Regions from separate parts of the Mus musculus genome. Here all the other regions are linked to region 6. The links are chromatin contacts, called in public Hi-C, HiChIP or PLAC-seq and promoter capture Hi-C maps. All regions are on one chromosome and are shown on one strand. The core of a region is the stretch at or near the end of the contact, and the rest is flanking DNA. Distances in the headings are between cores, read along the strand shown.

Evidence for each region. Promoter capture Hi-C pulls out the DNA fragments that hold promoters and counts their contacts. Hi-C and Micro-C count contacts between places; a contact is called where the count stands out from the background. HiChIP or PLAC-seq counts read pairs in DNA pulled down with a chosen protein or histone mark.
Region 1: a promoter capture Hi-C map of hippocampal neurons shows a contact between it and region 6, with 5 times the contacts expected there. The contact joins the promoter of Pxdn here to the promoter of Myt1l in region 6. A contact is called at or near these places in 3 of 39 promoter capture datasets (cranial neural crest, hippocampal neurons and stem cell-derived epiblast-like cells).
Region 2: a promoter capture Hi-C map of hippocampal neurons shows a contact between it and region 6, with 6 times the contacts expected there. The contact joins the enhancer-like site here to the promoter of Myt1l in region 6. A contact is called at or near these places in 4 of 39 promoter capture datasets (cranial neural crest, embryonic stem cells, frontonasal cranial neural crest and 1 more), 6 of 484 Hi-C or Micro-C datasets (the N1E-115 cell line, cerebral cortex, cortical neurons and 3 more), 9 of 115 datasets of contacts at active chromatin or transcription factors (SST interneurons, differentiating embryonic stem cells, embryonic basal ganglia and 6 more) and 2 of 9 other capture datasets (adipose tissue and liver).
Region 3: a contact with region 6 is called in an H3K4me3 HiChIP or PLAC-seq map of embryonic forebrain, with 8 times the contacts expected there. The contact joins the enhancer-like site here to the promoter of Myt1l in region 6. A contact is called at or near these places in 3 of 39 promoter capture datasets (the C10 cell line, cranial neural crest and maxillary cranial neural crest), 3 of 484 Hi-C or Micro-C datasets (B cells, the N1E-115 cell line and cerebral cortex) and 10 of 115 datasets of contacts at active chromatin or transcription factors (SST interneurons, VIP interneurons, astrocytes and 7 more).
Region 4: an H3K4me3 HiChIP or PLAC-seq map of embryonic forebrain shows a contact between it and region 6, with 4 times the contacts expected there. The contact joins the enhancer-like site here to the promoter of Myt1l in region 6. A contact is called at or near these places in 1 of 39 promoter capture datasets (frontonasal cranial neural crest), 8 of 115 datasets of contacts at active chromatin or transcription factors (differentiating embryonic stem cells, embryonic basal ganglia, embryonic forebrain and 5 more) and 3 of 9 other capture datasets (adipose tissue, liver and pancreatic islet).
Region 5: a promoter capture Hi-C map of hippocampal neurons shows a contact between it and region 6, with 10 times the contacts expected there. The contact joins the enhancer-like site here to the promoter of Myt1l in region 6. A contact is called at or near these places in 7 of 39 promoter capture datasets (cranial neural crest, embryonic stem cells, epiblast stem cells and 4 more), 6 of 484 Hi-C or Micro-C datasets (cerebral cortex, cortical neurons, embryonic stem cells and 2 more), 9 of 115 datasets of contacts at active chromatin or transcription factors (differentiating embryonic stem cells, embryonic basal ganglia, embryonic forebrain and 5 more) and 1 of 9 other capture datasets (adipose tissue).
Region 7: a contact with region 6 is called in a Hi-C map of cortical neurons, with 4 times the contacts expected there. The contact joins the enhancer-like site here to the promoter of Myt1l in region 6. A contact is called at or near these places in 5 of 39 promoter capture datasets (the 3T3-L1 cell line, embryonic stem cells, pre-B cells and 1 more), 6 of 484 Hi-C or Micro-C datasets (the N1E-115 cell line, cerebral cortex, cortical neurons and 2 more), 8 of 115 datasets of contacts at active chromatin or transcription factors (VIP interneurons, astrocytes, embryonic basal ganglia and 5 more) and 2 of 9 other capture datasets (adipose tissue and liver).

What each region holds. Positions count from the first base shown.
Region 1 is chr12:29,936,659-29,939,551 of GRCm38.p6, reverse strand. Pxdn (peroxidasin) reads right to left here and starts at 1,516. Exons shown (of 23, transcript NM_181395.2): 1 at 1,228-1,516. The coding sequence starts at 1,418. Gm31939 (a long non-coding RNA gene) reads left to right here and starts at 1,565. Exons shown (of 4, transcript XR_001780596.2): 1 at 1,565-2,893.
Region 2 is chr12:29,231,248-29,234,475 of GRCm38.p6, reverse strand. All of the region lies in intron 1 of Gm31569 (a long non-coding RNA gene), which reads right to left. Among named protein-coding and RNA genes, the nearest start is that of Gm31569, 27 kb to the right of the region's middle. Within about 2 kb of position 1,790, at least 36 of the 459 cell types and tissues checked have an H3K27ac peak or open chromatin away from gene starts, as enhancers often do. A contact at or near this core is called in the N1E-115 cell line, SST interneurons, cerebral cortex and 4 more, where this site is marked.
Region 3 is chr12:29,047,666-29,050,601 of GRCm38.p6, reverse strand. No RefSeq gene overlaps it. Among named protein-coding and RNA genes, the nearest start is that of Gm31333, 93 kb to the left of the region's middle. Within about 2 kb of position 1,266, at least 63 of the 459 cell types and tissues checked have an H3K27ac peak or open chromatin away from gene starts, as enhancers often do. A contact at or near this core is called in the N1E-115 cell line, VIP interneurons, embryonic basal ganglia and 2 more, where this site is marked.
Region 4 is chr12:29,106,232-29,109,500 of GRCm38.p6, reverse strand. No RefSeq gene overlaps it. Among named protein-coding and RNA genes, the nearest start is that of Gm31333, 34 kb to the left of the region's middle. Within about 2 kb of position 1,925, at least 12 of the 459 cell types and tissues checked have an H3K27ac peak or open chromatin away from gene starts, as enhancers often do. A contact at or near this core is called in embryonic forebrain, where this site is marked.
Region 5 is chr12:29,082,135-29,085,511 of GRCm38.p6, reverse strand. No RefSeq gene overlaps it. Among named protein-coding and RNA genes, the nearest start is that of Gm31333, 58 kb to the left of the region's middle. Within about 2 kb of position 1,956, at least 57 of the 459 cell types and tissues checked have an H3K27ac peak or open chromatin away from gene starts, as enhancers often do. A contact at or near this core is called in cerebral cortex, cortical neurons, forebrain and 2 more, where this site is marked.
Region 6 is chr12:29,526,930-29,529,947 of GRCm38.p6, reverse strand. Myt1l (myelin transcription factor 1-like) reads right to left here and starts at 1,564. Exons shown (of 25, transcript NM_001093775.1): 1 at 1,152-1,564. It overlaps Gm20208 (a long non-coding RNA gene), which reads left to right. Exons shown (of 4, transcript XR_381405.4): 2 at 1,708-1,882; 3 at 2,125-2,476; 4 at 2,814-2,990.
Region 7 is chr12:29,186,037-29,189,269 of GRCm38.p6, reverse strand. The region is part of intron 3 of Gm31333 (predicted gene, 31333); the gene reads right to left. Among named protein-coding and RNA genes, the nearest start is that of Gm31569, 18 kb to the left of the region's middle. Within about 2 kb of position 1,454, at least 5 of the 459 cell types and tissues checked have an H3K27ac peak or open chromatin away from gene starts, as enhancers often do. A contact at or near this core is called in cortical neurons, where this site is marked.

The DNA of each region.
Region 1 (2,893 bases), core at 267-2,766, 410 kb before region 6:
TGTCTGTCCTCTCAGATGCAGCCTTGGCTGACCATCCACACCCTCTGGAATGGAAGCCTTATTTAGCTCTCTAGAGGACTAGGCTAGGCATTCCCACCCCAGACTGGCCGCGTGCGGCCCGCACAATCTCCCCCAGAGGAAGTAGGACACCCATGCACTTTTAGAAGTGAGAGCCCTGACCGACCGCCCACTCCTTGAATAGTTCCCTCAGATTTTTATAACTTTCGCAGGCATCCTCAGAGATGCCAAAGTCCTCCAGCCCAGCCACAAAAAAGTGAAAACTCTTTTTGGAATGCAGAAGTGCAGCTGCAGGACCCTGAATTACAGTTGGCCCCTAAACGCATGCCTTCCTTCACAGAACCAAATCTCAGAACACACAGAGGCCTGCAGCCAACTCTGCAGCACTGGGATTCCTTCAGATCTGGGGGCTTTCGGTGAAGGCGCAAAGCACAACTCCAGGTGAAAAAGCCAGGAAGTGGAGGACGTCTGCGAAACTGACCAACTGAGTAGAAACAGCAAGAGGAGAGTCCCAGAGCTGCTCAGAACTTGGCCACCCGCACGATGGTGGGCCCTCCATGGCACCTGGAACGCCAAGCTTCTTCCAAGCAAAGAAAAAGCTCCTTACAAGGGCTGCGCCCAACAGAGTCCTCAGGACACCCAGCGAACTTGAAGGCTCCAGCGCAGAAGCCGATGGGAGTACACTTGGCGCTGTGGCGCCGCGGGACCCAGAATCTGCAAGAGGTTTCCTTGGCGCAGGGTGATGTGGGGTGGGCATCCTTCCAGAAGGAGGAGAAAGGGGGGCAGGTACACTGATGGAGAAAGAAGGGGTCGGAGGAGGGACGACCCAACCCCAGGCCTGCGCTTTAGAGAAGAGAGAGGGAGAGGAACCCCGAGTGGAGAGAAAGTTGAGAAGACACCGGAGGGAAGGCCAGGCGGGGAGGGCTCGAGAGACGCGCGGGGCTTTCCCTGGCGACTCCCTACTACTTCCCGGTCCAGCGGGAGATTCCGAGTTTGAACAAAGGCGGCTCCCCAGGCCGCGCGCTAAGCGCTCAGGTCCGCCCCTGGCGTCCTAGCCAGGACGGACAAAAGGCCCAGCACACCCTGCGCCGGACGCCGGGGTAGCCCACCTCTCCAAACCAGTACCCCTGCCCCCCAAGATACCCACGCCCCTCGATCCCCCTGAATCGCACGTCCCGCAGACCCCAGCGCCCTCCGGGCCGCACTCACAGGATGGAGGTCTGCGGCGCCACGGCGGGCACGGCCTCCAGCAACAGATGCATGCAGCGCACGGTGGTACGGAAACACAGGCAGCGGCTTGGACAGCCTGCCCCTTGCTTCGAGGCGACCACCGCCATGGCCCACCAGGCAAAGCACAGCAGGAGCGCCAGCAGGCAGCGGCGCGTGGGGCGCACGGCCATGGCAGATGGCGCGGACAGGAGCTGGCACGCGTGAACAGCAGCGGAGGAGGCCTCGGCGGGCGCGTCCACCGCCGGCTCCCAACTGAGCCCTCCGGTCCCCGGCCCACGTCCCAGCTGTGCGCGGGGGGCGGGGAGGGGGGCGCCAGCTGTGCACATGCGCGTGGCTCCGCCCCCTCTTAGCTTCGCAGAGGGCGGGGGCTGGGCAATCACCAGGGCCTTGGTGTCTGAACCTAGCGACCCTTCTCGGAGGTGCAGCAGGGCCTCCTTGGACTGCAGGACCAGTGCACACAGACTCCACTGTGGGGGGCTCCTAGAGGTGCAGAGGTGTCGCTTGGGACAGAGATTGGATCCCTGATTCTGCTTTTAAAACTGCAGTACCACAACAAAGTTACCCCACATCCCTTTATCATCCTTTCTCCCTGTATCCAAGGGTTTTGTTGCTAGTAATACCTTTTTTGAATACTTACAAATTTTGTTGTGTTCTAGGAAGTGAGCTTTCGCGGCACTGCCTCTTTTGCCTCCGTGCCCACCACTGTTCCCACACAAAACATCTATCTCTAGTTTTCCTCGTTCCTACTTGAGAAACTGAGGCACAGCAACCTCCCCACCCCCCAGTGCACAGCTTGTGGGAAGGCTGTGCTGCAGAAATAGAAGCTCCCTAGCGAGAGATTCCTGAGGTCTCCAACATTCACCGCCAATGAGGAACCCTTGTGGGGAAGATGGGATGGCTTTTGCGTGGACAGCGTTAAGACAAGGGAAGCCCTGAGGTTAACATCAGAGTGTACTCTGCAAGATTGAATGCTGACACTTTATACAGTTCTCTGATTCTCCCTGGGGTTCCAGTCTCTCCATTCTTCAGCCAGGAAGGCCAGGTTAGGCAATACAACCAAGGGAGCAGAGGTCTTAAATGTGAGGTTTGGAACTGGAGCCCAGGTGTGACAGTTGATCCTGATTCTCAACTTGATTGGACTGAGCACCTAGGAGAGTATAAAACTCAACTCTGGGGGAATTTATAGAAAGTTACCTAAAAGGAGAAGACCTACTAAGAACCAGAATGACACCCATAGGTTGGCAGTGTAATAGGATAGATGGAGAGGAAAGTCCAACAGCCCAGGTGTTCCTTCTGTGATTTCTGGCTATGTAAAGGGAGTTACCCAGTTCTGCCAGGCCTTTCTGGACAGGCAGACTGAAATCTCTGAAACTCTGAGCCAACACAGATCTTTCTCTCTTAAGTTTTCCCTCCGTGTTTTGTTACTTTATTGAAAAAAAAAAAAAACAAGACACCAGATGTATCTTGACCTGCAAACTACTGTGTTTCCACTCTGACTTGGGCATCAGGGTACTGCCCAGGGATGGGGTCACACTCAGGCACTGTCAGGAGACTTCCGATGCACTGTGCCAGGCTGTACGGTGGGGGAACTGGAGGCTGTTGGAGGAGGCTCCAGTTCCTAGTCACTGGGATCTCTCCATGACTG
Region 2 (3,228 bases), core at 541-3,040, 300 kb after region 6:
TAAGAGACTGTAGATGTTGGAGCTGTCAAAAAAGCTCCAGGAGGAGAAACACATTCACACAAATAGGCAATAAGCCATGCTCATCCTGTGATGGAGCCTTAGACAAAACAGCTTCAAATGATGACCATGTCTATAGGAAAAGCAGAGTCAGACCTCAGGTTTAAAGGAGCAAAGGAGATGGATAAAGATGGGGTAAAAGCCCCTTGTCTTGTTAGATTGGTGCATCAGCATCTGAAGACTCTGGTGGAATCATGGATTTACTAAGAGCAGATATCAGGTAGCTGTCATAACATACCTGTCCAAAGCATTGTCTCCAGTCAGCTAGTAGGAAGTTAGTCATGTATATTATACAGCTGCATGCTCTTCAAAAGAAATGTTATGTAAGCTAACTAAGAGTGAATGAATCTAGCTGGCTTATTCAGGATTGTTCTCTTGCTCCATTCTATGATAACACTTTGCTTTGAATGGATAACAGATCAAGAGGCCAGAGTTTGCCCAGAGATGTTTTATCTCCACCTCAAAGCTTCCATATCACGTCTACAGGCTTCTACTTTCAGAATAATGAAATTAGTTTCTTTCTGTGCTCCTTTTAATAACTAAGCCACATAAAGCAATTCCAAATCAAATTTGAACCCCTTTCAAAATGGCGTGTGGCTAGATGAGAAAGCTGAGGGTGGATGGGCAGAGAAGCAACTGCATTTGGGGCATTTGGAGCCCCATCATAAGCCCCAGAAAGTGAGAACCAACCAACAGGTCATAATTAAGAAGCCTCCAAAGGGCAAGAGACACGTGGGGCATTTTTTCCTATGCAAACAAAAGAACTGGGTTCTTGGCTTGCCTCTACCCCATGGTTCAGTCTTGGCCCCACCTCTGAGTGTCAGACCATATGTCAATGTCCTCCACAAGTTCTGTGATTAGCACACATTCTCTAGGGGAGAATAGAGCTCTACCATGGAGAAGCTGAAGCTTTGTGAGAGGCGGATGTGAAATAGGAATAGCACACACACACAAACAAACACACGCTTGCGCACACACACACCTGCACACCAACTTACAATTATGCAGTGTCCACACAGCCCTAGCCTGCTGGCCTGTGCTGTGCTACCATACCTCCATCCTTTCTATAGCTGGCAGCCCTATCAACTACTTATGATCACAGACATGATCTCAGCAAATTCACTCTGTATTTGTCCTGTGGAGAGAATGGCTTAGGGACCCCAGGCAGCTCTGTGGGAGGCAGCGATGCTTTTAGACAATCTCATTTGCATGAGCAGAGTGCTGTGTCTCTGGGAAGATGAAAGGCTACCCCTCTCTGCTCATGCTTCCCTGATCAGGCAGCGGCCAGGCACTGACTCTTATCAAGAGGAGAGAGGGGCATAGCAGCACACTCTCGCCTTCTCTCTCTTGCCCAGAGAGTCTTTGACTGCATAATTGAAACCGAGGAAAGGAAAATTCACAAAAGCGAATGGCACAGATGTTTTCATCCCAGGTACCTCCAATAACTCCAAAGGCCCTCACGAGCAGAGCCTGTGCATATATTTCATGCCTGGCTCGCTGAGAATTAGCGTTAGAAATCATCGTTGTGAACGCAGGGAGCTGGATGGATTTCAATCCAGCTCAGAAACCAGCCACTTCTGTTGCCGGATGTCAGCCACAGTCACATCAAGGCAGATATCTCTGCAAGACCCGCAGAAGCCGAAGTGTCACTTTTGACACAGCAGCTTGTCCCTTTTCCCTGCTCAGCTGACAGCACGCCCAGTGTCTGCCTGTTGCTCTGTACCGAACAGACCCAGGTGCCCAGGCTGAATCTCTCTGGGAGATGTCAGCTCAACTCTGTGTTTTGCATGGCAGAGCTGCTGGACCAATTGATTTGCCTGCCAGCCGCACTGGCATGCAGGAGGAGATGTGTGGCAGGAACATCCACAGAAAGCTGAAGCCTCCTTCAAAGGAAGTCACATTGATTTTGGAGAGAGAGAAAAGTGGGGGTGGGGGCTCAGCCTTGCCAATACTGGAATCTTTTTTTTTTTTCACTCTGTCTAGAGTAGCAGGAATACCTGGGCAATCTGGAACCAGATCACCATGGATACCACAGATGTGACCCCTGAAGACTTGTTTTCAACATTTTACATACTTTCATATGTTAAAATTTTTGCCAATTTTAGTTACACGGACGAAACCTCAGCACAGAGAGGAAGAAAAGCCACCAAGCAATGTGCAACTGTCCCTTCCTTTCTGGCCCTTTGTGGGAGGGAAAACTCCCTTCTTTTCCTAGGGTGAGTTCTAGGTAGAATGCCTAACTGGCCAATAAGGATAGAAGACCACCTTTGTTGGGGATCAGTCTGGTGTTGCTGTGTATTCAAATGTTAAATTCTATACCCCAATATCTGTTGCCCCAGGTGTCTGCTGTGCAACTCTTGCTCCTCAAGTTGCTTGGTCAATAAAAGGCTAAAGCCTGGGATTGGGCAGTAGATAGATGTAGGCAGCTTTTCAGTTACCTGCCTGGGAGTCACAGGTAGAGAGGAAAGAAGAGGAGGAGGAGGAGGAGGAGGAGGAGGAGGAGGAGGAGGAGGAGGAGGAGGAGGAGGAGGAGGAGGAGGAGGAGGAAAGGAGACAGAGAGAGGAACAAGCAACCATGAGAGGAGATGAACCATGAGCACATAGCCGGGAGAAACAGCAAGGAGCAAGGGACACATGGCTGAGATATAAGCTAGAATAGCTCCCAAATCTGCCTGATCTAGGCTTCCAGCTTGTAAATAAAATTCCTAGATTGTGTGTCTCTCATATGGATTAACTAGAATCTATAATTCCTTTTATACACTTTTGTCCTACTGCATTGCAGCAAACATATGCAAGGTAGACAGCTGCTTATAGGGCACAGAGCAGTGCAGAGACATGCGTCTGTAGGCTTTGTGTACCTAAAGATGAGACATGCGCTCATATGTGTGTGGCCAAGGGCGCACACTTCAAACGTGTATACACAGGGTACTTATACAGTTTGGAGTCAGATGACTAAGGGCTGTTTCACTGAGAACATGCTCTATAGGCTCATCACCCAGCTTCTGTGAGTTATGTATCTTTTCACAAGATAATGGGCATGCTATCCCTACCCCTCAGATGTGCATTGACATCGAAATTGTCCGTCAGACCCTGAAAGCGGGGGGGGGGGGGGATGTAGCCACCCTTCCCCCTCACCTCAACATCCATCCTTGTCTTCACACTCAAGCACAC
Region 3 (2,936 bases), core at 17-2,516, 480 kb after region 6:
AAAACAGCAGTAAGTAGCTGCCTTGGTTTCTCAGGGCTGGAGCCAATTCTATCTTGGGTGGTTTCTAAGTATCTATATCCTTAAACGGGTCTAACGCAGGTTTTGTGTTACAGAGTACATTTATCTATCAACTGTATAAGGAAATCAGAAAGGTGAGGAAACATATTTATGTTCACAACCAGAGAGAGGAACTATTCACCTGTGCTTTGGGACTTTGTACCTCCAGGTAATGATATGGTCATTATCTTCACCCTCCACAGACCAAAACCCTGGGCTTGGGGGATGCAAGCTAAGTTCTGTGTGGCCAGAATGTATGTTAGTTTCTAAGTCTGGGTTGCAGTGACAAGAGCTCTAAGACATTGGTCTCCTTGTGCCTTTTGGATGGAGCTGCTCACGAAGAAAGCCACTCAACTCCTAGAGCCTAAAAGCACAGAGTCAAACATGTCTGCTGACCCAGACACTGTTGGGAGAATCTTGGCAACAAGGGCTGTCAGAGAGCTAAAGCAGCCATCACATCCAGGAAGCTGAGAGCATGAGCCTTCCTGCTGACAGAGCCACCTCAGGTCTCCTGGCTCTGCACATTTTTCCTCTAATCCATTTTGCCATTGTCCACTGTGGCATGGGTGAACCCCTCCCTCTGGAGGAAAATCTAAATCTCATGTACTGGGGATACAGTCACAGATGCAGCACCAGGCTCTGATACATGCTCTCCTAGAGGGATGCAGGAAGGTTTTGCTAAGTGGCCTCTTCATAACTTTTATTCCTTCATAAACCAGTCCAGGGCCTTTAAAAAAAAAAAACAGCAAACAAAAGCCTTTTGCCCTGAGATAGAAAGCCTAATAACATACAACACTCCCGGGAAGTTGATGGGAAAGTCGTAACAAGGACATATTGCAGAGTTTAATTAAAATTTTAGGTCTATTTAGGCATTTTAAATAAGTAGCAATTTCCCAGCTTTGGGAAAGGAGTAATAAAGTAAGAGAGGTGGGGGGAGAATGGCAGAAATGCTCCCATAAAGTCCCTCATCATTTAAGTGGCACACTCTGCAAGAAAGAGGGCTGCTCAGCTTCGAGGAGGCAGCCACACCATGTGTGAGGTGAAAAGGCCTCCTCTGCGGACAGACTGTGGCTCTGCAGAGAGGAAAGAGCAGAGGCTGTCCCCTGGAGGTCCTGTCAGGCCCTCCCAGAATGCTCTTGAGTGAAGCCCATGGTTGGCCAGCTCCACCCACACGCTCAGAGCTGCAGGGCTGATTGCTGGCCTGTCATTCTTAATCATGAGCAGATGGTCAAGCAACGCCAGACATCTGAGAACCACTTCTAACAAGGAAGCCAGTGACCAGAACAATCCGATGGGAACAAAAGCAATTTGCAGGAAGCAGAGACTAGACAGGAAAAGAGGAACGTGAGAGGGAGGGCCCACTAAAGAGGCCACATTCACGCTGCAGGAATGAAGGGCTAACAAAGAATGCTTACAAAGGGAAAACGATGTGCCGCTCAGAAATAAAACCCAAGGAGGTAGATTTCTGACCACAGTGAGACAGAGAACACTAGATGTGTTCAACCTCGCAATGCAGCCAGAGAAGGGAACCTACACTTTACCAAACCACACCTGCACTTGGACCCCAAAGAGAGCCAGGGTCACAGTACAGGTGATTTTCTGAAATAAGGAGATGGGGGGGGGGTGGGGCACAGTGCTCACTTACGGCAGGATACATAGATGCCAACTCACATGAAAATTTGAACCAATTTCTAGGAGAGGGTTATGAGGTAGTTGTGGTGATCTGCGGTCCTTTAAGACAAAAGAAATGCACACAAGAAATCCCCAGATGCTCCTAAATTGCTAGGTCATCCCAGGAGGAGAACCAGCACTGCTGCTGTGGGGAAGGCATGAAGTACCACAGACACTGCTGCTGTGGGGAAGGCATGAAGCACCACAGACGCTGCTGCTGTGGGGAAGGCATGAAGTACCACAGACGCTGCTGCTGTGGGGAAGGCATGAAGTACCACAGACACTGCTGCTGTGGGGAAGGCATGAAGCACCACAGACGCTGCTGCTGTGGGGAAGGCATGAAGCACCACAGACGCTGCTGCTGTGGGGAAGGCATGAAGTACCACAGACGCTGCTGCTGTGGGGAAGGCATGAAGTACCACAGACGCTGCTGCTGTGGGGAAGGCATGAAGTACCACAGACGCTGCTGCTGTGGGGAAGGCATGAAGTACCACAGACGCTGCTGCTGTGGGGAAGGCATGAAGTACCACAGACACTGCTGCTGTGGGGAAGGCATGAAGCACCACAGACACTGCTGCTGTGGAGAAGGCATGAGTACCACAGACACTGCTGCTGTGGGGAAGGCATGAGTACCACAGACACTGCTGCTGTGGGGAAGGCATGAAGTACCACAGACGCTGCTGCTGTGGGGAAGGCATGAAGTACCACAGACACTGCTGCTGTGGGGAAGGCATGAAGTACCACAGACGCTGCTGCTGTGGGGAAGGCATGAAGTACCACAGACGCTGCTGCTGTGGGGAAGGCATGAAGCACCACAGACGCTGCTGCTGTGGGGAAGGCATGAAGTACCACAGACGCTGCTGCTGTGGGGAAGGCATGAAGTACCACAGACACTGCTGCTGTGGGGAAGGCATGAAGTACCACAGACACTGCTGCTATGGGGAAGGCATGAGTACCACAGACACTGCTGCTGTGGGGAAAGCATGAAGTACCACAGACACTGCTGCTGTGGGGAAGGCATGAAGTACCACAGACACTGCTGCTGTGGGGAAGGCATGAAGCACCACAGACAGAAAGAAACTTTATAGTCTCGGTAACACGGGAAACCCTATAACTGTGAGAGGCAAGGATGACACATGGCCCAAGTCAGACCAAGGGTTTGGTCCATGTGTGCAACCCCTTCCTGGGAGCCTATCTGTGTTTGAAGC
Region 4 (3,269 bases), core at 676-3,175, 420 kb after region 6:
AGATAACCTCCTCAGGATTGGAGACTCTAAGACTGGTGTGTAACCTACTGCCATGAGAAGAGACACTAGGCCTTCTAGTCCACTAAGCCTAGTCCTTCTCATCCACAGATTGCAGGATGGAACTCAGAGTCTCAGGTCCAAGCAGAGAGAGGTCATCGGGAAGTCCAAAAGGGCAGCAGTGGCTAACCACGGTGAGCTCCTAGCCTTTGTCCTCCAAACCCTTTCTACCCGGTTCCTGCTCTCCCCACTGACAGAGTCATATCAGTTCCTACCCAGGGATCAAGATGACACTTCAATACAGCAAGCCTCCCCTGAGACAAATGACAGGAGTGGAGCTCTGGCACCCCTCAGCAGACATCGCTTTCCCAAATGCCAACTGAGAATGTCTACTAACCAGAGGTTCAAATGAGTGAGTCAGTCCTCTATGGTAGGTACTTCATCATTTGCAGATGAAGACAGTGAGGCATGAGGGGTTAGGTGACATGGCCCTGATCACTCAGTCCAGGCAGGTACAGGCAAGGCTAGGCAATGACTGAGCATGGCTACTAAGGCTCACTTATGCTTAATACACTCCTGCATGCCATCCATGTTCTTGTATCGCATGCCTTGTGTACATGGACCTCCTCTGATCATTAGAACAGCTCCATGGAGTGGGAAAAATGATTCAGGCATCACAGAATGTGGTAGACAAAGATATTAAACCCTAATGAACCCAGTAAAAGGAAAACTAAGCCTGTGAGTGATAAGGAACGGTGCCCAGTGCTTAGAGGAGCATCCCTCAGATACATAAGGTGACACTGCCCCTCACCCCACCCCACCCCACCCCACCCCCACATATACACAGGAAATACATGCTGCCTGACCCACACAGTGTTCTAGAAGAGCCACACTACAGGGCTATTGCACAAATTCCTTCCCCTGATGACAAACAGAGGTATAATTCTACCAAAATGCACTCTGGGGAACAATTGCATTTATTGGGCTTCTTTAAAGAGTGGTGGGTGAGGGGCCCATAGAAGCATGAGTAGCCTTTAAGCAGACACACTAAAAGGTCTCTATCCAGTGGGGTTGATATCTCCCCCATGGCCATATAGATGGAACCCTCCTCCCTAGTCTTTCCCAGACTATACACCTCTAGCCCCTCCCTCAGGCCACCTCACAACTGGAATACAAATGCATAGAATTGGCTGGGGGAATTGATGAATACAGGGTGAGGGGTCTGTGACCTGCCCCTGCCCATCTTTCAGTAAGCAATGAGGAAATCTCAATAGTCAACAAGCCTGACTAGGATCTTTTGCAAGTGGGCATTGCTGAACCCATAAAAGTGGTGGCCGTTTGGCTCAGTATGATAATCCTGAATGACAAAGGAGCACAGGTCAGTTCCCACCAGGGCCAGGGCATATTAGCTACCCATGAGACAGCTCAATTTGGGAGGTGGACATGTTCTCTCTAGAATGACAGTGGAAGTAGATACACAAGTGCATGTTATCATCCTTTAAATACTGGATTTTATTATCTGAAAAACCACATTCAATCAATCCAAATGCATGGCTTCACCAGTTATACTATGTATGCATCGATAGATTTAGGCCTGGTCCTGGACACAGAGTCCTTCAGAAAAGCCAGCCAGAGCCTGATCTCATGGCACAGGCTTGTGCAGCTTCTTGTGCTCCAGAGGGCTGCTGGGAATTTCTGTTCGTTCAGCCATTATCCATCATACTTTCTGCAGCCTCACGGTTAGCAAAACTGTAAGTGGGGAGACTTTTCTAGACCTGGCACTCACACACTGCTGCAGATCAGAGGGCCCACTGTGGATAGACACATGGGAACACCAGTGGCATTTCTGAAGAGGACATAGGCGGTGGGGGTGTGCGTCTCCCCACACTAGCCCTTATTAGCATTCTCATCAACACCTCCGCATGGATTAGTGAGGATCCCATGTTCCCACAAGGGACCTGCTCGTATTGAAGGAGGCAAAGCCTGGCTCTGTTTACACTCTGCCTTGTGCATTCACAATGAACCGCACTGGCAGAACCGCATGGTCGGCAGCATGGGGAGGGGACTTTACCTAGGTCCAAGGGAGACACCACACATCGAGGCTGATCCGCTCTTGCAGCACTGAGTCCTAAACACCTCTGCCATATTAGCAGGACTAAAAGCATGGTGTCCCTCAGGTCTTAGAGGGGATGCAAGCACAGTTTCCTTTTCAGTATAAATCCCCATTGTTCTTTTCACATCAGGCAGAGCTAGTTAGAGGATACCGGTAGTGATGAGAGGAAAAAGGTGTGTGTCAGACTCTCCCCCACTGTTTCAGTTCAAGAGGACAAAGAGCTCAGGTGTTGCCAATTCCCACAGCCATTACTCTAAGTCAAGAGCAAGACCATTGGCTGGGCATCTGTTTTATGGCCATTCATTCCCTGTGCTGTTATTAACCCTGAAGTATCTGATACAGTCCTCATCCCCACTGTCACACAGGCAGACAGTGCAGTTGGCTATCAGGAGATTTACTTCTAGAAGTGTGTGGACGAGTTCATGTTGGAGACAGTCGGTACTTCCCGAGTAGCTGCGTTCGCCCCAGCTGTCCGCACTCTACTTTGAGCTTCACAAGAACCCTGTAAGCTATGACATGTGGCAGAGAGACCTTCTCTACATCGGAACTCTGTGTCCTCTGCAACATGACCCAGAATTGACGCTGTTAGTTTCAGATTGCTGACATCTGGGACAACCTCCTGGTCCCATGTGCCCCACGGAGCTACACAATGTGTTTCTGAGAATGGAAGTGAGCAGAGATGATGTGCAGCAGCTCCTGGCAAGGCTTTGGAAGAGTGAGTGGGGCTTCATCTTGTGCTCCTCCTTCTAAACATGAGCAGAGGCCTTGTGGGACCTTGGACCACCATAGCAATGAGATAGAAGGCTCGTCTTCGGCTGCCAGCTCTCTGTGTGTATGTGTGTGTGTGTGTGTGTGTGTGAGAGAGAGAGAGAGAGAGAGAGAGAGAGAGAGAGAGAGCGCTGCTTCGGAGACTGACTCTGTCTTTTCTCCCATTACAGAAGCCTGGAGTGAAGACATGACCCGACCTCTAAAGGAGTTAGCCCCACCGCACAAGAATGGCAGGACCACACAGACCGAACAAGATGTCCCTCGGAGATTCAGTGTCGGTGACTGATGCCTCACATGGCAGCAGCAGATCCACCCTGCCTCCAGGCACGGAGGATAGACTGACTCACAGGAGAGTGGTGGTATCTGCTGGATCCCCAAGATTTCACCAGCT
Region 5 (3,377 bases), core at 707-3,206, 440 kb after region 6:
AATAAAGCTAGAAACAAAACCAGCATATGATTCAGTGAGTATGTATCCAACAGAAATGAAGACAACATTGGCACTCATGTCCATTACTGCTCTGCTTACTGTGGAATCAACTACAATGTCTACTGACTAATGAGTGGATAAAGAAAATGTAATGTGGATGCATAGATGGCTCTATGCATACGTACACACGTGGAATATAATTCAACCATGAGAAAATTAGGTTCTGCTACTTTTAGCAACATGGGAAGAAAACTTGACCTTATAGTGTGACCATGTATAGACACTTCAAAGTTCAAAGCTCATCTCAGAAAAGTTACTCAACCTGAGAAGGAAGGAGGCATGGATGACCCAAACAGGCAGTTGTGTAGAATGACTTCTAGTGTGTTCTGGTGTTCACTGGAGCAAACATGGATCTGTGGCTTCTATAGAATACTGGCAAAGATTCCTACTACAGGAAGACTGTGTTGAGCTATCATGTTTAAAAACAAACCACAAATAAATCTAACCAGATTCTCTTTAAAACACATGTAAATCAAATAGGAGCAACAAAATTTCCCACTTTGTTTTCTCTTCTGAATCCCCTATTTGTGCAACAGTAAAAGAACCCAAGGGGCTGGAATTCAGAGGAAGAAGCCACACGGCAGCTACAGCTGACAGTATTCAGCAGAATACTTCAGACTAATAGATTACAGATATTCTCAGGGTACAGAAATGATGTGCCTCAAGTGACAGGTGTGGCAATGACCCCAATCTTATCATTACACAGGGTCCATGTATTGAAATGTCACACAATAATGCATATGTACAGCCAGCCTCATCAGTTGAAAATAAGAGATGTATTAAAACACAAATGTAGGTCATGAACATGGTAGTGATTTCCAGTAGTTAAAATTGATGCTATGCCTGGTGCTTTCTTCTCTCTCAGACCCACTGCTCACACAGAGTCATCACGTGTAAAAAGGACTCTGCTCTGGCCTGTAGCACAAATTGGGGTGTGCCTTCTTCCACATCCTGGCGCCCTGATTCCTTCTTCACGTTGTCATCTGTAACACCCATCTCAGAGACTCTCCATCTTTGCTCACCACCCCACCCCACCAGGGCTCTCTTGACAGAGCAAAAACAAGACACAATTGAACGCATCAAATCCCGCGTGCTAAATCATATGTGAGCGTTTGCGTGCCGTCAAGCAATCAACTTCTCTCTGTCCTCCCTTCTGAAGCCCCCTCTGTATTGCAGCAGAGAATCCAAAGGGTTGCGATTTAGGAGAAAACCCCGGGAGGCCCCCATCACAAGTGGGTGTTGCGGCTCTGAGCTGAGAGAAGCCACAGAACCAGACTGCAGCCTGGCACACGCCGCCACTCTCCCTCTTTCTGCTGCCGATTGCCCACGATGAGGATGCCCGCCCAGGCTGGCAGAAAGTGCTTATCAGAGAATGTTCCCTGGCTGATCATAACTGATGCAGTGTGCTGTGTCAAATCGCTTCCTGTTTCCTGACTGCGGATGAGAAAGTGTGATCAGAGCAGAGAGCCTTTGCAACAGCTCAGAGCCATCACCCGGAACAGGTGCAGTCTCCCTCCATGCCTCCTACTCAGCCTGGCTGACACCCACCCCCATCCGGGGCTGGTCTTGGCTCACTGTAGAAAAGCTGTGGACTGGTTTGGGGAGACACTGAGATAGACTCCACAGCAAATAGCTCCCCCGGAGCAAGCTTGTGGGTCTCAGCTTCTACAGGATGCCAGCTTGGATTCTGCAGGACTCTCCATGTGAAGCTACTAGGTCTAAGAAAGCACCTCCTTCCATGGATGACCTCAGCGTGTTCCTTCCACCTCACTACCCTTGCTCATATTCATCATCAATCTTCGTCCACTTAGGGACCTCCCTTGGAGCAGGCACTCAGACATGCTCTTTGTTTTATTCTCATTCTCCACATGAACAAAAGGAGCCTCCTAGAAGTAAACAGTGAGGTCATATGGCTGTAAGCATCAGGGCTTGTCCTGGACACACTGCCCTAGTGTCCCTACAGTGTCCTCCCATCTGCCTGCTGTACCTTACCCAGCATCCACTAAGTCCCTCTCATTTGCTATTGTTACAAGTGCTAAGCTGCAATGGATTTTAAAACACTGATCACTCTCTCTGTCATTACACAACCGCTACCGTTCAAATGAATGGAGCTAGACCTAAAGTTAGACAGCTAACAAAGGTGTATCAGATAGAAAAGGGGGCAGTAAGTAAGGAAATGTAGACAGACTGGGCTACGAGGTCATGGCAGGTGAATGAGCCTCCCTGGGACAGAAGCACCAGAGGGAAGACAGAAGTTTCCAAATATGTCTGGAAGAAGAGTCTCCCAGAAGATGCACTGTGGGGTGCCCACATGAAGAGACAGGGGAGGGACTGAGGAAGCTAGGAGGATGAAGACAGCCAAGGCCACTGTAGGTGACAGTGAGTTCCCAGGGAATCAGACACCGCAGTGAAGACCTCAGGCGTTTTTTTTCCTGGGTTTGACAGGCACTAAAAAAAACGTTCCGAGCAGCAAGCCAAGGAGACCAGATATTGTTGGACTAGGACTTAAATCTTCAAGAGCAGCAGTTGAGAAACTCGGGAGACTGTACCAAAAAATCCAGGGGAAGGTAATAGGCCAGGGTGGTGGGGAGCCAGTTAGCGCTGAGTTCTTTTCAGGTAGCAGGGTAGGAAAGCCCAGAGCTTTGACAGCTACAAGTCACCGGCTTTCATAAAGCAGGCACAAGCCCAGCTTGGGAACTTCAGAAATAATGTGTGCTTGGAATGAAGCCCTTCTTCTAATGCAGGAAAGCCTACTGAAGAAGAAGTGAGATGGTGCCATGCCCCACCACCGAGGGGCATGTCCACTTGCCCCCTGCCAAGGCACACTCCCATCACTGTGCCATGCACTTTGAAGCTCTGTTTGCTTTGCTTTAGTTTGTTTTATGCCTTCTCATAAGCAATCCAAACCTTGCATTTGGGGCATCCCCTCCCTCTGCTTTTTTACTGATTCTGAATATCACTATATATTTTACAGTCTGAGGCAGTTTTTTTTTTAATTTTATGTAAGTAGAATTATAGTCTCTGTCTTTCTTCATTTCTTTTCCTACTCATGATTCTTTTGAGATCTATTCATCTGGTTTCTATTGATTTGGTCTGTTGGCTGCTCTGCTGTGTGCCACCCGTTTTATGTGCAGGCAACAGCTTCTTCATTTCCCTGCCAAAAGGCACCCAGGTCATCCCACCAAATCACAAATGCTCCACGAGTATGCAAAGCTTCACGGCCTGCATGTCTTTACGCACTTTGTAAGACGGTGTGTCATTGTTATGAGCCAGGAAATAGAACTTCTGGGTCAGTGGTACTGTCACATTCCACTCAG
Region 6 (3,018 bases), core at 315-2,814:
TTACTATACTACACTGAAGCAATTCAATCATTTATGCTCCTTTGGGTCAATTGAGGAAGGAAAGACAATAAAGTTCTTTGAGGCGGATGCATGCTGCACACTTGTATTTAAAATGCACCATTAGTACTTTGGGTTCATAGTTTGGGGTAGACTAAAAGTTAATCTTATAATATTGTTTTCAAAAGGAATTTTGAATAAAATACTTCCATTTTTAGAGTAAACATGTCTATCTACATGTAAAATATACCTGACTTTCTCACTTCAAAAGCTGCATCTCTTTTATAAAGTTAAACAATTAGAAAGACTCTCTCATGCTTGTGAAAGTGTTATGGGAGCTTTTGTTTGTGGTGTTAGCAAAAAGTATAAACACTTGAACAAAAGAGTTGTTAAACAAATCACTTTATCCCAATTAAATTAACAACATCATGATTGATAGCATATATAGTTTCAAGATATAAGAAATTTGTCGTGATTAAATTAACGCTCTGGTCAAACTCTACTGTATATTTTGTATATTTCACACTCAGGTGAATATTTATATTATTTATTATTTATTCAGATCTACCTGGAAAGTAGAGTGTGAAGACTCAACTTTTTGCTTATGAGGTGATTTTTAAAAAACCATATTCTGCTAGAACTTAGGTGCTGTTTTGTTTTTATGAACTTCAAACATTGAGGTTATTGTTTAAAATCTTTATTTGAGTTTATCAGTTTTATAAACATCAACAAACTTTCTTTCTATAATTAGACCAAGACAACAGTGCCTCAGGAGTAGCTAACATTCCCACAGCCCTTGCTTAAAATCCCTCCTTGTTTGTAAAGTGAAGTTAGCCACTCTCAGGAAGTTACTTCAGCCCAAATCACCGACCTCCAGACATGCAGTAAGTTTTTCGGTTTTCTCATTTTTTTTTATTTCTTTTTATAAACAAAAATCATTGTTCAGGCATGCAATCTATTACCCATTTTTGCTCTAAAGACCAGCTTCTGAGGACTGAAGACCTGTACCTCAGGAACCTCTCAGCCACCAGCCACGCTATAAAAATAACTTTAAAAAGGAACGAACAATAGGTCTGCAGCAGAAGCCATGAGCTACAGCAAAAACAGATCCTGACCCCTGAGTCCAAAGAATTAACCTAACGAGCATCACGTACCTCACACCATGACCACACCGCTCACAAGTGACGGCAAGTTCAATTTTGGTAACTGTGCTGGCTCAAAACACACAGAAAGAAAGAGAAAACCCTTTCCCCCACAAGTGGGAGGCCGAGGAGGACCACGCATAGCACCGAGAGGCAGGGAAGGTTGCTTTTGTCTTCAGCAGCATTGATTTCATAACCCACAGTCCAGGGAATCAAAAAATTGAAATACACCCACCAACAATGGGTGAGAAACCAGGAGGCCTCCAAGAAGACTGCAGGGAGAAGCTTTCTCGCTCTGTTTTGTGTGCAGTAGCTTAGGGGGAAAATGTCGCGCGGGCAGGAATGACACATGCAGCAGGAGAGGCTAGCGGGCCTAAGAGATCTGCTTTACCTCCACAGCCAGCCCCTAATGCACGCAGCTCCACTCATCCTCTCCTAGGCTTTTTTTTTTTTCCACTTTTTTTTTTCACGAGCTCCAAATCCCCGGCATATGACCTTCTGTTAAATAGATAAAAAAAAAATTGCTTATCAGTCATGCAAATGAGGCTGAATTCATTTTCCACAACAGATGGCCTCATAGATAATGATGATGGAAGAGAGAAAATTGAATGTCTCTCACAAGGTGGCCATGGCAACCGAGAGCAGAATAATATCAATAATAAGCTCACTGCATAATAAGGTTGTCAGTCCTACAAATCAAAGTCTGCAGCTAAATCAGGTATACCACCCCAGCTAGTTACCAGGTATGTATGTGTATGTGTGTGTGTGTGTGTGTGTGTGTGTGTGTGTGTGTGTGTGTGTGTGTGTGTGTGTGTGTGTGTGCATCTATGTATACGCTGACCATGAGAATAACCAGCAGTCCAAGCCACTTAATGTCCAGGGGTGGGGTTGGGGGGGGGCGTAGTTGCTAGATAATGAAATGACGATCCTACAATTTGACAGTTTTTTCTTTTCTTTTCTCTTTCTTTCATTATATTTTCTGCAGTAGCAGATACGGTTTCATGAAGGACCGGCTAACTAGCCATATTGAACTGTGGAGTGAGCCTGTGGGTGAGCTCCCCTCCCGCTAGCCTCCTCCTCACTCTCCCCTCTGTGTGCCCTGCTGCATCCTGCCTAGATGCAAGAGCAGCTCACCCGCCGCCGGAGGCTTCCACCTTGGCTCCCAGGGGGACATCCTGCAAAATGAATCAGCAGCCATCCTGAGCAGGCTGATTAAAATGAAAATGGCAAGGCACATGTCTGGGCGGAACTGGAGCTCGGCTTTGTTGCCTGTCTGACAAGCACGCTCAATATAGCTCTTGCTAATAATGGCTTACTGCCTTTCGGTTTTTAAAAAGGTATCACCCTTTCCTCTTAACCGACTGCTACTCGCGTGTGTGTGTGTGTGTGTGCACGCGCGCGCGCGCGAGCGCGCGTGTGCTTCACATGTGTGTGCCACGGGGGTTGTGGGGGGACGGATTGCTCGATTCTAATTTTCCACTGCTCACATGCAGACAGCCCGCCTGACAACGCTGTTATTTTAAAACTGAACTTAGTTGTCTTTCTTCTGAGGAAAGTGATGGTTAAGTCTTGGATGTGATGTGGAGGTTGACAAAAACAGGGATTTCTAGCCCAAGCCTTAGCCACAGAGCTGGGGGGAGGGGGTCATCTAATGCTTGCCTCTTTGGCTCACAGCCCAAAGCTAGAAGCAGCCCAGGTGAAGCCTGCTCCTGCTTGAAGCTTTTCTACCAGACTGTCTCCATTCTCCGGATCTCATGCAGCATACAGTCTGAACATGGGAAAATAGAAGCCACTGAATGCTGCAGTTGGACAAAGTTTATTGCAAATAAATCTCATTTCTTTTCAAAAATTCCCAGGTGTAACTTGAAAATCCCTTTTT
Region 7 (3,233 bases), core at 205-2,704, 340 kb after region 6:
ATTTCATTTACATTTCCAATGCTATCCCAAAAATCCCACACACACTCCCCCACCCACTCCCTCACCCACCCACTCCCACTTCTTGGCCCTGGTGTTCCCCTGTACTGGGGCATATAAAGTTTGCAAGTCCAATGGGCCTCTCTTTCCACTGATGGCTGACTAGGCTATCTTCTGATACATATGCAGCTAGAGACACGAGCTCCGGGAACTAGGGCTGATTTACAGGTTTAGAGGTTCAGTCAGTTATCATCAAGGAGGGAGCATGGCAGCATCTAGGCAGGCATGGTGCAGGAGGAGCTGAGAATTCAACATCTTGTTCTGAAGGCAAACAGAAACAGAAGTCTGGCTTCCAGGCAGCTAGGATAAGGGTCTTAAAGTTCATGCTCATAATGACACACTTCCTCCAACAAAGCTATGCCTCCAAATAGTGCCACTCCCTGGGCCAAGTGTATTCAAACCACCACAACAGTGGACAGAAGCCATAGTTCATACAAGCCTTGATTCATAAAAGCTGTGATGTTTAGAAGCTATGCTATACAGAGGTGGTGAAATATAGAAGTCTTGATAGAACTCATGGTGCAAACATAATGGTCTGCCTAGCAGTCCTGGGTCCGGCCCTTGAGTTCCCCTGAACATAACCATACCAGATTCTTAGAGCTTCTCAAGTACATGCCTAGAGTCCTTTAACATCATAGTCTGGGCTTTCCTTCCTCCAAAAGAAAGCTCCTGGCATCCCTCTTCCAGGTCTGATTCTGATCTCTCTCAAGGTCAAGTCCTTCCCTGCTCCCTTCAAATGAATGCCTTGTCCTTAAAAGGTAACATGAACCTCTCCATGCTGTACCTAAAAAATCTAGGTAATAGCAACACGCCCTTCCTCTCTCCTACAGGACTACCAGAGCCTTGAGGACAGAAAAAAAGACTCAGACCTTAAACATATGAAAATGCATCTAGCATAGATACACACATGCAAAAGATAAAATAAAGTCAAGATGGGACAAGCACTATTTGCCTACCAGCTGGGCTCAGGAGACAGGGCTAGGCAGTGTGCCTAGTGCTGCGGTTTTTGTAGGATCCCCCCCTTTCCCCTTGGTGATCACTGTTCTCATAGACTACAAAAGCTTTCCATCCTTCATAAAATAGGCCTGCATGATATCACAGAGCAATCTGGGCCCAGGGATGCCCCAGGAGAAGTGGGTATTGCTCTGCTTCCTAGTGTCTTTTTCTGAGAATATGGCACAGAAACAAACAAACAACAACAAAAAAGCAGGCTCTGGTGGCAGGCAGACACGCCCTTTCTGGAGTCTGGAGTCTCTAGGTTTTGTTCTAGGAAACGCTGCAGGAAAACAAAGATGCTTGAAAGACGAGATTGGAAGGCTTTGGAGACCAGAACTGTGAGATCAAAGAACTGTAAAGCTTTTGAGGTGAGGTGTATAAATGGAAACTAATTAATCTGAAGGAGGAGTTTGCTGCGGTATTTGAGTTTGCATGAATGCCATCTGCTGGGAGCTCACAGAAGAGGTCCCACAAACAGAGAAGCCCAAGAAAACATCTTAGAAACCTGCATTTGCCTGTAACTGGTACTCTTAGACTCAATTACATTGCAGCATAGGTGGCTTCTAATTGTCTTAGCTCTATCTTCACTTTTGGCTGGGAGACAAAGCATCAGGGAAGGACTGACTGAGTTGAATAAAGCACCAGACTCAATCCAGAGGTGCGTTCAAGTCTCGGGCAGGCATCTGCTTACAGGTAGCCTTGAGTGAGCTGCTTTGCCTCTGGATCTCAGTCTTCCTCCGTACCATCCACACAGGGCCATGATGAACTGGTGTGTCCAAAAGATAGCCCACTGCGGAGTTCAAAGGCTCTGTAAGTGTCAGCTGCTACTGTAGGAACTGAGTTGCGTTGGTAATTCAGAAAATACTGCTGAAAATAAAAAACCATAAATCCATATTGTCTGGACTGTTTACACCTGTGTATTTGAGTCCTGGCATTTTATTACCTAGCTTCAGCAGATACTGCAGCATCCTATTGGTAGAGTTTGACATGTAGCATCATGTACATTTGTGTCACTTTTACAAAGTAGAGGGGATGCAGGCAATAGTGTACAGGACAAGGCTATGGAGATTCCAAGCCTGAAAGACTCACACCTTCTGGAGTATGTGCAATATACTGAACACACTGTCTAACATAGGTGACCCTGGATACATAGAGCTGCCCCATATTGTAGTGATATACTGAAGACACAGAGATGCCCTCATGTCATAGCTGATACTAGAGATGCAGGGATGTCCCCATGACATGGTAGCACTGAAGATACCAATGTTCCCATGGCCTAGATGACACTGGGGACACAAAAATGTCCCCATGATATAGGTGACCCTGAAAACACAACAGCCTAGTTGGATCCTGATGACATCAAGTTCTGTGCAGCCACATTCCTCTCCTGACTCTATGACTCCTATGGTGATCAACTGGATCAATGGCTTTCATGGCAGGAATCTCCCTAACTGCTTCCTTGTTTAATGCTGATGGTTAATCTTGAATGTCAACTTGATTGGGTCTGAAATCAACTAATAAATAGGTACCTGGGTGGATCTGTGAGGCATTGCCAAGAACAATTAACTGATTGGGGAAAAACCTTCTCCTAGAGAGAGTGAAACCTTCTGGCAAATGACCTAGATACAAAGAAATCTGAGGAGAAAGTCATGCTGCTTGCTTGTATAGTTTCATTCCTTGGTTATGAGTTTATCTACTTGGCTCCTGTACTTTCTTTGTTGCCTTCAAAACCCAGTTTCTTCCACATACCAACACACTCTTCGGACCATGGCTTTCCAAGAACCCTCCAGGCCTCTAGCACCAAACTAGGACTGCCAAGATATCTGGCTTCATGGACTGAGAACTGATGGAGCCTCTCAGCTTCTCTAGCATACACGTGACCATCATTGGATTATACCTTTTATAATATATGTTCATTCTGTATGTCCTATACCTCCAGAGAACACTGACTAGCATATTGTCCAGCCCACATCATCATTGGTGCGGAGGTCTCTGTGTGTGTGTGTGTGTGTGTGTGTGTGTGTGTGTGTGTGTGTGTTGCTGTTGTTGTTGTTGTTGTTGTTGTTGTTGTTTACAGAAAGAATGATAAATTTTTCTGGTGATGTGGATCAAAATCAAAGCCTAATGAATTCTAAGCAGAAGCTCTACCAGAAATTATTTAAGAATTTCTGGACATATTT